3 separate regions of the Rattus norvegicus genome follow, and all the other regions are linked to region 3. The links are chromatin contacts, called in public Hi-C maps. All regions are on one chromosome and are shown on one strand. Each heading gives the region's core, a stretch centred on a gene start, on an enhancer-like site or on the middle of the called end of the contact. The rest is flanking DNA. Distances are from core to core; before and after follow the strand shown.

Region 1 (4,399 bases), core at 1,186-3,685, 93 kb before region 3:
GTGCAAGAGAAAAAAGAAAGAGAAAAGAAACAGCAAGAAGAAATTAGATATCCTGACAGCAAAGATCAAACTGGCCCCAAGGAACTCAACCCCCCATTAACAGGAGCCGTCCCACCTATTAATGACAACACTCCCACTTTCCTTTCTATCCCCTTTTCTCTCCCATCTAGTGTTAGGGGGGTCGAAAGGGGTGGAAGAAAGAAGAACCCACAAAGTAGTTAAGCCTTGCTACATCACTTAACTACATCGAGTTGTTAACTAACAATAGTTACATTTGATTATTGGTAAGGTAGCCTTCCCCCCAAATATGGCTAGACTCTTAAATAAGAGCTTATCGATCACCCCCTCATCTGGTCGAAGGATTCATTCCACCTCTAACTTTCCGAGAAGATGAGTAAAATTGCTCCTTGAGGGGTTATCTGAACCGACCCACTTTGCTAGGGGGTCATTGTTTACTTCTCTGTTCCGGCTCACTTCACTCCGTGCTCTTCTATTCCAGGCTTTGTTAACCTAGACCACTTTCTGGGCTCTTGGGTTGCTCTCCAATTCTGAGCATTTAGCTGCTGTCTGTCCCTGCAAAGGTTGGCAAGGGACAGTGACAGGAATTCTGGCAAGTAGAGCAGATATAAATAGAAATGAGATGGAAGTTTGTTCAGGACAATGCCATAGATCCACCCGGCTTCTTAGGCAAGATGGAGTGGGGGGGCTTAGATCCTGAGCTCTGGAGGAAGACTGCCAATATTTGTTCCTTACACTTGGTCAGTCTTGGTCTTTTAACCTTGGGGTTGAATTATATTTTCCATAAAGTACTGGGGACAAAGACTCAGTGTTACCTGGAATCATTAACCAGCACTGTGTTGAGACATCTATAATGGTAGTCTCTCACATTTGAATGGCTTCTCTTTGAGGCAATGTTTGAGCCGGTGCGAAATGCAATAGTCTATTCCTGGGATGACTGCAATAGGACTAAGGCCCTTTCGTGGTATTTCAACAGAAATAAATGGAGACCTGGCTACCCACTAGATCGTGTGTGTGCAGCCTGTGACTGGTTCTGAGCCCCTCATGGCTTTCACTTTGTCCCTGCCCCAGTCTTCAGCGGCCCGGTAGCTTTGATGCGTCCCTCCTCCGGGTTTGCAGTTCACTGTCATCAGCAGCCTGGTTTCCTGTCTTGTCATTGTCCAGCTGCTCGTCTGGCACTGCTAACTCCTTCCTCTTCCTCTCCAGAGGATGTCGACATTTCCAGTACAGACCGGCAACGCCACCAGCTCTTCTGGCTGCAGTTCTTCCTTCTTCAAACCTCCTTTGAAGCCTCATGAGTTTCCTGTAATGACTGTGTCTCTGTTCTGGCTATTTTAGTATTTATGTGGCTTTTGATTTTGATCTGGATTCACATCTCCTAGCCAAAACCCATCTCCAACAAGTAGTTTGGGGTTTTGCTGGAAGGTAACTTGAATTTGTTTACAAGATCACCAACTCCCAATTTAGATGTCCTAAGACTTCTGACGGGGAGTGGCCTTCCCAGAGTGCCTTGCCCTCATTATCACTAAGCTGTGTTATTAGGCAGGGATGGGCTGTTTTGTTTGTGAGCTAATCCTGCTTCTTATAATTCTAAGTGCTCCCTGCTGAATCAGGAGAAGTAGGGAAGTCACTTCAGCAGAACTGAAGAATTAAAGTCAACCCCAAACACAGACACAGCTGTACAAACACACACACACACTCACACACACAGAGGACTATTTCATCATAATCATCTGACATCTTTTCTGAAGGAAGTCACAAATACAAAATAGATATGAACAAAAATAACTCAGTTGTCATAACAGATGAGGAATGATCTCTAACTTCTCCCTCCTCCTCCTCCTTCCCCTCCTCCCCTCCTCCCCCTCCCCCTCCTCCCTCTGCTCCTGCTCCTCCCCTCCCCCTCGTCCTCTCCTCCTTACCCTCTTCCATCTCTTCCTACTTCTCCTCTCTCTGTGTCTCTGTCTCTCTGGTCTCCCTGCTTCTTGTCCTTCGTCTCTGTTATCTTTATTCATATGAATAACAGAAAAAAAAATCTCCCAGATATTTTTCTGGCTACTCTTAAGCCCCGGAAGTGTTTGTTCCTCAAATCTTCCTCCTCTGAGCAATGTTTGTGCTCCAGGTGCTCAGGAAAGAGATCAGCTAGGTCCCTGACACCCGGAACCTTCTATTTAGGTGGTGGTCATTTTTCACCACTGGAAATTGTCTTTTAAGAGAAAGCCGGTGCATTTCAGGATTCCATGAGGAGCACGTGAGGCAGGAGAAGACTGGGCTTATCCTGTGCCCCATCTCGAGGTTTCCCAAGAGGCCAGATGCCGTACAGAGCTGCTTCCTTCCTGCTTCTGTTGTTCAGAACTCACAGCCAAACACTAAAACCCAGTAAATCTGTTGTCATCCCACCATGCAGAGACTTTCCCTTGGCTGCCTGTTTTCATCAAATGAGAAAGTTCCTCTTACCTAACAGGGCTTCTGCCTGGCACCCGGTCAGCTACAAGCCCAACCTCCACTCTCCTCTTGCCTTAGTTTTCTCCTCGTAAAGACTTTCATTGGCTCTGCAGTGGGGCTATTTAGTTTCCCCGAGATATTTACCACCATTCAAAAGCCATCATTACAGGCTCTGTGGGCAAAATACTTCCAATTCAAGCGTGAAGACCTAAGTCTGCATCCCAGCACCCGTGAGAAAAAATGGAGGAGCAGCAGCATAAACCTGTAATCCCTGGGCGGGGCTGGGAGGCTGAGAGGACGGACCCCTGGCACTTCCTAGACAGTGAGTCTAGTTGAAACTACGGACTCCAGGTTCGGTGAGAAGCCCTGCCTTAAAACTTTGCAACCCCATAGGAAGAACAACAGTACCAAACAACCAACTCCCCCACCCTGCACCCCAGAGCTCCCAGGAACTACAACACCAACCAATGAGTATACATGCAGGGATGCATGGCTCCAGCCTCATAGAAGGCTCATTTCCCCAGTGTAGGCGAATGCCAGGGCAATGAGGTGGGAGTGGGTGGGTGGGAGTGAGAGGATCTTGATAGAAGCAGGGGGAGAGGAAGAGGGGATGGGAGAGGGGGGAGAGGAGATAGCATTTGAAACGTAAATATATAAAATATTCAATAAAAATGTTTTGCCAAAAAAGTAGAAAGAAAAGAAAGGAGGGAGGGAAGAGAGAGGGAGGGAGAGAGAGAGAGAGACAGAGAGAGAGAGAGAGAGAGAGAGAGAGAGAGATTGAGTAGAGACAGTTTTGCCCAGAAAATTTTCAAATAAATGTTAAAAACCATTAAAAACAACAACAACAAAAAAAAAAAAAGTGAAGAGTCATTGGTGATTGAGAAAGATATCCAGTATCAGCTTCTGGACTCCACACATGCAAACACATGAATAATGCACATGTACCTGAACACACACACACACACACACACACACACACACACACACACACACCACTCGTGCCCACAAAGCCAACACGAGGCTTGTAATTGAATCTGTACTTTGTTCTTTTCTATTCTTTTCATTTACAGAAGATACTCATGAAACTTCTTAAAGCTCTGCTTTTGTGACTCTTGACTTCTCCTAAAATGACTTCAGTTAAAAGTAGCCAAGGCCAAGCAGATCCCTTCTTGTAAACAACTGACAGGAGACATGATAACCCTTAACGAGTACAGTCTGGGCCGTCTCTGGCATTTTGTGTGGACAAAATTATCAAAAGCCAATTGGAGCACAAAGGAAATGAACAAAGCTTCTTACCACTGAAAGAACTCAGAGAAAGTCAGGGTCAGGCAGAGCCCTTCTGTGTGTGGGCTCTGTCCTGTGCCAGGCTCTACTTGCCCAAATGCTCCACACTATCTGTGTGGGAGTTAGGAGAGGCTGGAGAACGGCAGCTGAGTGACTGCCTGGGTTCTAGTCCCACCTGCGTCACCTGCATCCTGCATGCTATTTCAATAGCGGGAAAAGCTGAACAGGACAATTCACCTTGTAGAGTTGCTGAAGGGCTTAAATGAGAGACTCTGTATAAAGCGTGGTGTTTATCCGGCTGGTGGTGAGGCCAGTGAAGTACTGTGGCGGTGTGGATAATACTGGATCTCCAGGGAATAACCAGGTTGAGTGTGTGAAGTGATTCTGTAGGTAGATAGATGGTCGTCTACAATCCAAAGGACAAAGCCTGTTTCAGAAGGTCGTTAAGAATTGACAGGGCAGGCCGCAGGGACTGCTAAAGAGAATACTTGGCTCAGTCAGTAAACCACTTGCTGCGTAAGTATGAGGCCCTGAGTTCAAATCTACAGAGCCCACCTTAAAAAGCCAGGAAAGGAAGTGTGCCTGTATCTGTGGTACTGGAAAGTCAGAGGCAAGGACAAACTGGCAAAGCCCAGTTCAGTCAATGAGTAGT
Region 2 (4,226 bases), core at 164-2,663, 68 kb before region 3:
GCCAGCGGATGGATTGTATCTTCTAAGTGATCCAATACATGATAACTGAAATAGGGACAAGGTGGCATGCAGGCTACCATGCTCTTTAGCAAACTGGGAAGAAAAACAAGAATCTATATGTGTATTTGTTGGTGTGTTAAAAAAAAAAAAACTCAGAAAAGATCCCTAAAAACACTGCCTGCAGAGGGGACACTGCAATAAAAAAAAGGGCAATAACGAATGGCGAGCGATGTTCATACCCAGAATGCTCTTGCATTAGAACCACCCTCTAACGATTCTCAATTACGTGAGAGCTCAGTCCATCCAATGACTGTACGATATTTTTTCTAATCAGACTCCGGCAGGTGGCTTGCCGGCTGTCTCCAGTCTTTTGCTAGTGCGATTAGTTCTGCAATCAGTCATGTGGTGGCAATTGTGGTTGTTGAGTGGACTTAGAGATTCCTAGAAAGTTAGTAAAACACATTTCTGGGTGTGTCTGAGGGAGTGTTTCCAAAGTACATTGGCAAGCAGGAAGCAAATTCAGTGAGAAAAACCTGCCATCGCTGTGGTTGGCACCCGCCAATACGTTGCCCCATGAGACAGTGGCAGAAGACCCTTTTATGGGATTCCTTGACTCTTCTATTCTAAATGTCTTTAATCCATCTATTTATTTAGTGTGCGTGGAGGGCTGGCATGCACAATTCACAGCGTGTCTGTGGAGATCAGAGAGCAACTTGCAGACATCAGACCCTGGGCATCCAACTCCAGTCAGGCTCTAAGGATTTTACCCTCTGAGCCATCCCTCCAGCCCTGCTTGGCCTCTTTTGAGCTGTTCAATTTTCCTTAGTCTTGAAGCCTTTTTGGTCTGGTGTGTTGTTGTTGTTGTTATTGCCTGTTGCCATTGAGTTTTGGAGACACACTCCACCTTCTTCAGCTTCTGAGCATAGTTCTGTGTGGATAATTCCCCAAGGGGCTCTCTAGCTTTCCACTTTTGACCAGGCCTTCCTGCTTCTTAGACTGAGAAATTACCAGTCTCCTGAGCTCTCCAGCCTAAAGAAAGTTACTGTGGAACTAATCAATCTCTGACAACATATCATGTAAGCTAATAACACACACACACACACACACACACACACACACACACACACACACACTCACTCCCAAAAAAAACACCAACTAAAACATTAGCTTACCCCCGCCCCCTTTTAAGTTGAATTTTTATAACCAGTGAGCCTTGCCAACCGCAAGGAATTCCAGAAATAAAAAAAGCAAACTCTTTGAAATGAAAGCTCTGGCTCCTTAAATATTAATAGTCATGATCAGAATTCAAAAATAGAAACCATGAAAATCTCTGAAGTAGCCAGGCCCAGAATTCGGGCTGTCAAGATGGCTCGACCTGTAGAGGTGTTTGCTGAACAGGCCTGGCAACTTGAGTCCAGTCCCCTGAAGCCATGTAAGGGTTGACAAAGAGAGCTGACCCCAGGAGCTATGTGAGCATGCCTGTGCATGCCCTCAGCACAGACAGAGAGATGGGGGGGAGAGAAAGAGGAAGGGAGGGAGGGAGGGAAAGAGAGAGAGAGAGGCAGAGAGAGATGGGAGGGAGTGTGATTAATGTTTCTAAGTGTGTGTGTGTGTGTGTGTGTGTGTGTGTGTGTGTGAGAGAGAGAGAGAGAGAGAGAGAGAAAGAGACAGAGACAGAGACAGAGAGACAGAGACAGAGAGAGACAGAGGGACAGAGAGACAGAGACAGAGGAAGAGAGAGAGAATTTTAGAACAGAGAGTTATACATCCTCACTCTCCTCCCTTTCCCACACCATCATCCAAATATGTGCTTCTTTTGCTAATGTACAAGGAAGCACCCATGTGTCACACAGGCACTGGGAAACCTGCCCAGCCAATACAGAGTCATGCCAAATGATATCATCCTTCCAAGTTGGCACAGAATGCATAACTGACCTGTTTAACCGATGGTCAAGGTTCCCACAGGGTCCCTCACCACAGGACCTGGCTAGGCTGGTGGGTAATGACACTGTAACTTGCTAAGATGACCACACTTGTTGGCTCCCCTGTAGCTTCGGCGTCCTGGATTAGAAGCCTCTAGCACTGTTGTCCCCTGGTCTCAAAGGTGGTTCGTAGATGAGCAGAAAGCTGGAACTTTCTGAAAGGTGCTCGGTTCACTTATGAAAAACCTCAAAGCATAGGAGAGGTTACAATCTCCACATGCAGTTCTTTGTAGTAGTGTGGATGACCAGTGGCTGACGGGTTTCACTTTCCACCATCTGGTGAGATATCATGAGACTGCGTGCGGTAAATTTTAGTGAAGCCATTGATAGCAGTGATACCCACATTTACTTAAATGGCATCTCGTCCGTGTCACTTGGGGCTTGTGAGTTGGTGGCCTTCGATGTAGGCACCAGTGACTTCCTCCTCCTGACTTGCTATGTCATCCTCGAGGAAAATAAAAGAGAAAACAAAGAAACAAAAACAAAAGAAAAAAACCAGAAAGTTCCTTTCAAGCCCTCACCAAATCTCTTCCCCACGGACCGAATAACGCAGTCACGGACATTTGGGTGACAGATGCACATTTGGCTATGATCCAACATGACTTAAAGTCCTAGATCCTCTAGGCAGGTGGCTGGGTATGGACTCCTTCCAAAGTTCCCTTAATTGGATAATGCCTATATATCTTAAATATCACTTTCTATGCCAAATGTAATCAGTTCTCCTAAAACTGTAATGCTGCTTGTCAGGCAAGCTAAATTTCTAATATCCGCTCCATGTTCTATATATCCTTTTGGACTGGTGTTAAACTGGTAAGGTGGGTTATCTCTATGCCCTGGGTCCCTCTCTTTTTTCTCTCCTCCCCCCTTGGCTGTTGTCTCCTGTCTGCTACTGCAAAGACTGTTTGCCTCCTCCCAGCTGGCTGTGTTCAGATCACGCAGCGACTGCCTACCGGATGACAGGAGGGAACCTCTGAGCAGATGAACCAGCTGCTGTCGGCTGCAGATCGTTAGAGGAAAGCCGTCAGCATCTTCCCTTTGGCCTTCCTATAAGGAAGTAATTTCCCACTGCTAATGACTCACCAGCTGGGACCTTGATGCATACTACCAAATTAATGAGATTGGCGGAGGCCTCTTGAACTCTCCCCATGAAGTTACCTTTACGACACAATTTCTTCCATACCATGCTCGTGTTGCTAATTGACAAGAAGCCTCTGTAAGGTAGTTCCTTAAGATGAAAGATGTCACATAAACAGAATGAACCCATTTGGAGGAGATATACAAATTTGGGCAATATTACACCCCTCAGCAGCTGTCAGCACTATAGCCTATGGACCTATACCTCACCAACACACGACTAGGGGAGCAGCCTGTGACGTAGGAATAGGAATAGGACTGTGATAGAAAAAGGAAAGTTAATTGTTCTTCTCACATGTGTATATGTGCATCCCCCCCAGATCAGGCTTGTCCCAAGGCTAACAATGCTTACATCTTAGGATCCCTCTCTCCTCTGGGCTACGTCCAAGGCTCTATACTGACAATTTGGGTTTCTTCAATTTTATTTCACTTTTCTTAATGAAGGCCGCCCAGGTTCCATAAGCTTCAGCATTCAAAGAATCCATATCTAGATTTGATCCAAACATATAATGTAGTTTTTCCATTACTAGGTTTTAGTTGTAGCCATGTATTTTTGGAAAATGAGTGAGCATTATCAATATGGTTACTAAAAACATAATTCACCTTTCTTGATTCTTTAGATTCACAGTTAGTTTTAAAGGTATTTTTAACTCCTTGGGAACATTTTTATGTAACCCCTTGTCGGGAGCAACTTGGTAATGACTTTGAAAGCTATACATATATTTACACAGATATAAGATAGCATATCTATACACTTATCAAAGATTGGACATATTCCAGAAATTTGTCAACAGGAGACAAGTTAAATCAATTATTATCTATCGGTATGGACGCCATGCAGCTGTCAAAACACAGGGAAGTGCTTAGGTGCTGTTTGTGGAAAGATTTCAAAGGTCAGATGTTGAAAGGATGCAGTGGTGTATAAAGTATGCTGCAGTGTACATTAAAAATGGGCAAAATAATTACTTATTTCCTTATATGAGATGACTTTGAAAAGACACACAAAAAGCTAAGAGTGAGAAGAGGGGGTGGAGTGAGGTGCCTGAGGATTAGACAGTGAAGACAAGGAGGGGACATTTCTGTGTTTATGTAAGATGCATATAGCCATAG
Region 3 (4,257 bases), core at 704-3,203:
TTCTAAATGGAAACTCCCAAGTGCCACAACACATCAACCGTCTGACATCCAATCCGACTTCCACTGAGCTGGAATGTACTTTAAAGGTCAGGCCTTTGGATGAAGAATGCCCGTTTAGTGGGTTATGCGGCAGAAATGCCGAAATCTGGAGCACTGTTTGAGCACTGGAGAAGCAGCTGCTTTTCAAAAAGCAGAGGGAAGAGTGAACAGAGGGTTATAGCTGAAAGTCTTTTGCTTAAGCACATTTCCTAATGCCCCTGCCCCGTAACTCATTAAAAAGATAAAGAAAGGGGCTGGGGATTTAGCTCAGTGGTAGAGCGCTTACCTAGGAAGCGCAAGGCCCTGGGTTCGGTCCCCAGCTCCGAAAAAAAGAACCAAAAAAAAAAAAAAAAAAAAAAAGATAAAGAAAATGGTGGTGATTGTATGGTCCTCATCTACTTTCATGGGTGTTCGCTGGAATTGGGAAACAATCAAGAAAACTGGAGAAATTTTATATAATGGGTGGTAAAAATTTAGATTTTTAGCTTAAGAAGCTGGAAACTTCAAGCAGTTATTATTTTATTATTTTAATAATAATTATAGTTATTTTAAATAAAAAGATCTTGCCACGAATTCCAGCCTGGCCGCTAATTCTTGGTTCTCTTGCTTCGGCTAGGATTAGACTTGGGCTATGGAAGGGAGGCTGCGCTAGGCCTGATAGTGATGCATGCTCTCATAATCCCAGTACTAGGGGGGCACAGTGGCAGAGACAGGGAGATCACAAGTTTAAGGCTATCTCTGGAAGGTAATGAGGTCCAGGCCCGCTCAGGCTATAGGTGATTCCATCTCCAGGAAGTGGGGCTAGAGCCAGAGTCCCGTCTTCTCTCTTTCCACCTTTTCTCCATTTTGCCATCCTTTCCAGTACCACATACCCTCTGACCGCATTCCTGGGCCCATCCCGCAGGCATGAGACTCTTACAGTTTATGAAAAGTGAGGCAATCAGGCATTCTTTTTCAAACAGGAGAATCTTTAGTTTGGGTGGGATCAGAAGCTGCCTCTAAAGCTGCCCGACTGTAAGGATCTAACCCTAACCTACTTTTTCAGAATGGTTGAAAGCGAGTAACTAAGATTTTTGATGCTCCAGGCCACAAGCCAGCAGTGTGACCTTGGGCGATAGGGTTAGGTTTTCCCCAGCCAATAGCGATTAATGATCTTTAAAAATGATCTTAATACCGTATTTGTTTTTGAACACAATCGCACGGCTTCTACACTGCACACAAGAGAGCTTTTAAAGCTCTCCCAAGTAATTCTTAAACCGCAGAACGCTTCCGAGAGCAAACATCCGGTACAGTGCGAGGACACCTGGGCTTTGCAAGTCGCCCCGTGGGAACCTGCGAGCTTCGCGCTGTTCCTCCGCCCACGCTCCAGGGTGCCTGGAAAACCGATTCTCTCGGGAGAGTATGGAAAACTGGCTGAGACTCGAAGCGGGCAGCTTCCGACAGTGGGTCAAGCTGCTGGCCGCATTTAAGGACCCCAGAGCGACATACACAATTCCAACCCCAGCAGCCCCGCTGACCCGCGTGGGGACCACTTCCTAGTAACCGGGACCCCAGACTTCACTCCTAGCCCCAGCCCCCACGGAGATGTGCCCGTTCCTCCTCCACGTGACACGGGCCGGAACCGTCACTTCCGGCGGCGCGGACAGCGCGCTTGCGCGCGGCGCCCGGCGCCCGGCTCTGCAAGCGGTTGGCACCGGCGCCGCACCCCCCAACAGCCGCAAGAGGCGGGCGGCCTCGGTGTGAGCCCGGCGCGAACGAGCTGCGGTCTCCAGGGCGCGCAGGCCGCGGGACCTAGCGCCACGCCCACCTCGGCCGGCCCCTCCCTCTTCCCGGGCGGCTCGCGCCCCGCTCGCCAGGCCCCGCCCTCGCCCCGCCCCGGCCCCGCCCTCCCGCTGGCTCTGCGGGCGCTGGGCAGCTGCAGCGGGCGGCCGGGGCTGCGCGCTCGGGACGCGCGGAATGTGAGGCGCGGCGAGCCGCTGCGCACCGACGCTCGCGCGCGCGAAGGGCGGCGACCCCTCACAGACGGTCGGCCGCGCCCCGCGCTCCGCTGCGCGCCGCGCGGGTCGGGCTCTCGCCCCTCGCGCGCCCTCGTGCCCTCCTGGTGCCCTCCAGCGCGCCGGCGGGACCATGAAGAAGTTCTCTCGGATGCCCAAGTCGGAGGGCAGCGGCGGCGGGGCGGCGGCTGGAGGGGCCGCGGGCTCCGGGCTCGGCGGCGGCTTCGGAAGCTCGTCCATGGGGGTCCGGGTGTTCGCCGTCGGCCGCTATCAGGTCACCCTGGAGGAGTCGCTGGCCGAAGGTAGGGGCACGGCGGGAGGCAGGTGAGGGAGGCCGGGGTGTGGCGGCGGCTGCGGGGCCGGCTCGGCGGCTAGAGAGTGGCTCCGGCGTGAAGCCGTTGGCAGCTCCGGTGCGGGCACGGTTGCCTGCTTAGGAGTTTGAAATCGTTCTCTGTTCTTCCTGGCGCGAGGAAAGAAATAGAAGACGTCCCAGTAAGTGATGTGGTGTCATGATTGGACCCGTGACTCATTAGAGGGTCAGATGGAGTATTGCTGGGACACTGCTTTGCCAGCTGGGGCTCTGGCGGGTGTCCTGCGTTGCTTTCGGGTCTGAGCTTCCCGGACACCCAGGGCAGTGGACACCGCTGGGGTTTGTTTGCTAAAAATCAAAACAAACAGGACTCCCAAGCCTCTGTATAGGGCTGTATGTATGTAGATGTGTGTGTGTGTGTGTGTGTGTGTGTGTGTGTGTGTGTGTATTTTGGCACGGTTTTCCAAGTTCAGTTAAGTGGCTGTTTGCGGGTGGCGTGGGGGAGTAAACTTGAAGTACATTTATCTTCGTTGTTTAGAATCTTCTCTGCACAAGGTCCTGTTTTTGTCCTCTCTGTGTGTCATTTTGTTAGTACTTTAACAGGCAAAGTGGAACAGTTTAACTTTCCCCTGTGAGGCTTTTGGTGGCTCTTTTTATTGTCTGAGGGAGGTTATGATAGCATGTAAAAGCATAGTTACGAAAAACAAAGTTTACTCCGTGTTTAAAAAAACGCTTGACTTTAGTTTTGTATTTCTGGTGTAATTGGCTTGGAGAAAATGCTTTCTGATTTCTTATTGCATGCCTTGACCTCTGAAGTTCTGAATGCAGAATCTTAAGGAAAAAACCATAAGAAATATTTCTTGTTGGTATGTAAGTGACTTTTAAAAAGCAGATCAAGAAAACAGAAACTGTAGGGAGACGTTCTGATATTCCGTGTTGGCACGGTTTGAAAACTGGACAGATTCCACTTGTAGTTTTGACATTCCACGCACAATAGGAATCAGCACAAGAAAAAGCTGAGGGGGACATCTGTCTATAAAATAAAGGAAAAGCAGACTTACATTATCAGGGGTGTGTCTTGGATTTGTAGGCCATTGTTCAGAATAATCCCCCTTTCTGAACCTTTGGTGAAGTGGAGGGATGAGATTCAGAGTGTCTGAATGGTTTTGATGGGCTTGCTCCATTGTAAACATCGCTATCAATTGATTCCACACGAATTTCAGGTGTGGGTTAAGTCAGGTAGGTGTTGAGCGTTGGTGGCTATTAACTTACGCACTATACTTTCAGTTGGTTAGTAGTTCACTGAAGTGTAGCTTGAATAGTGGTAGCTCTTCTCACTGAGTTTCAGATCTTTTAGTAGTAAGAAAAGTACTAACATTTCATCAGTAGACTGTAAATCTTAACACAGCTCTTGATATATTACCCCACACTCAGTAACCAAGCCATGAAATCACTGTTAGAGAGAGAGAGTGAGAGAGAGAGTGTGTGTGTATATAAGAGTGTGTGTAAGTGTGTGTGTGTGTGTGTGTGTGTGTGTGTGTGTGCGCGTGTGTGTGTATACACGTGCACACCTGCCAGCATGAAGGCAGGCCCATACCACCAGACTCTTCACCTTTTAGAATTTTGAGGCAGAGTCCTGCTAAAGTTACCAGGCAAGCCTTGAATTTTCCATCTTCTGCTTCAGCTTTTCCGTGCTGGGATTTCAGGCAGGTTGTTACCAACATGCGTGGCTTGCGCTGACTTTTGCTTTAAGTGTTTATGTCTGGTATTTGTTTTGTGTACCTGTTTGTGTGCCTATGGGTGCATGCACGTGTATGCCTGTGTAAACTTCCGTGCAAAGCAGTGTTCAGTGTCTTCCTCAGTTGCTTTCCACCTTAGTTTTTGAGACATTGCACTCAGAGCTCATCCATCTGG

What was found. A called contact is a pair of places that touch in the nucleus more often than the background predicts.
Region 1: a contact with region 3 is called in a Hi-C map of frontal cortex, with 2.4 times the contacts expected there. The contact joins the enhancer-like site here to the promoter of Bmp2k in region 3. A contact is called at or near these places in 2 of 12 Hi-C or Micro-C datasets (frontal cortex and psoas muscle).
Region 2: a contact with region 3 is called in a Hi-C map of the A7r5 cell line, with 2.7 times the contacts expected there. The contact joins the enhancer-like site here to the promoter of Bmp2k in region 3.

Annotation. Positions count from the first base shown.
Region 1 is chr14:12,973,642-12,978,040 of GRCr8, reverse strand. It overlaps LOC134481719 (a long non-coding RNA gene), which reads left to right. Exons shown (of 3, transcript XR_010057469.1): 3 at 1-1,022. Among named protein-coding and RNA genes, the nearest start is that of Bmp2k, 93 kb to the right of the region's middle. Within about 2 kb of position 2,435, at least 32 of the 93 cell types and tissues checked have an H3K27ac peak or open chromatin away from gene starts, as enhancers often do.
Region 2 is chr14:12,947,793-12,952,018 of GRCr8, reverse strand. No RefSeq gene overlaps it. Among named protein-coding and RNA genes, the nearest start is that of Bmp2k, 67 kb to the right of the region's middle. Within about 2 kb of position 1,413, at least 11 of the 93 cell types and tissues checked have an H3K27ac peak or open chromatin away from gene starts, as enhancers often do. A contact at or near this core is called in the A7r5 cell line, where this site is marked.
Region 3 is chr14:12,880,353-12,884,609 of GRCr8, reverse strand. It overlaps Bmp2k (BMP-2 inducible kinase), which reads left to right and starts at 1,953. Exons shown (of 16, transcript NM_001419798.1): 1 at 1,953-2,335. The coding sequence starts at 2,167.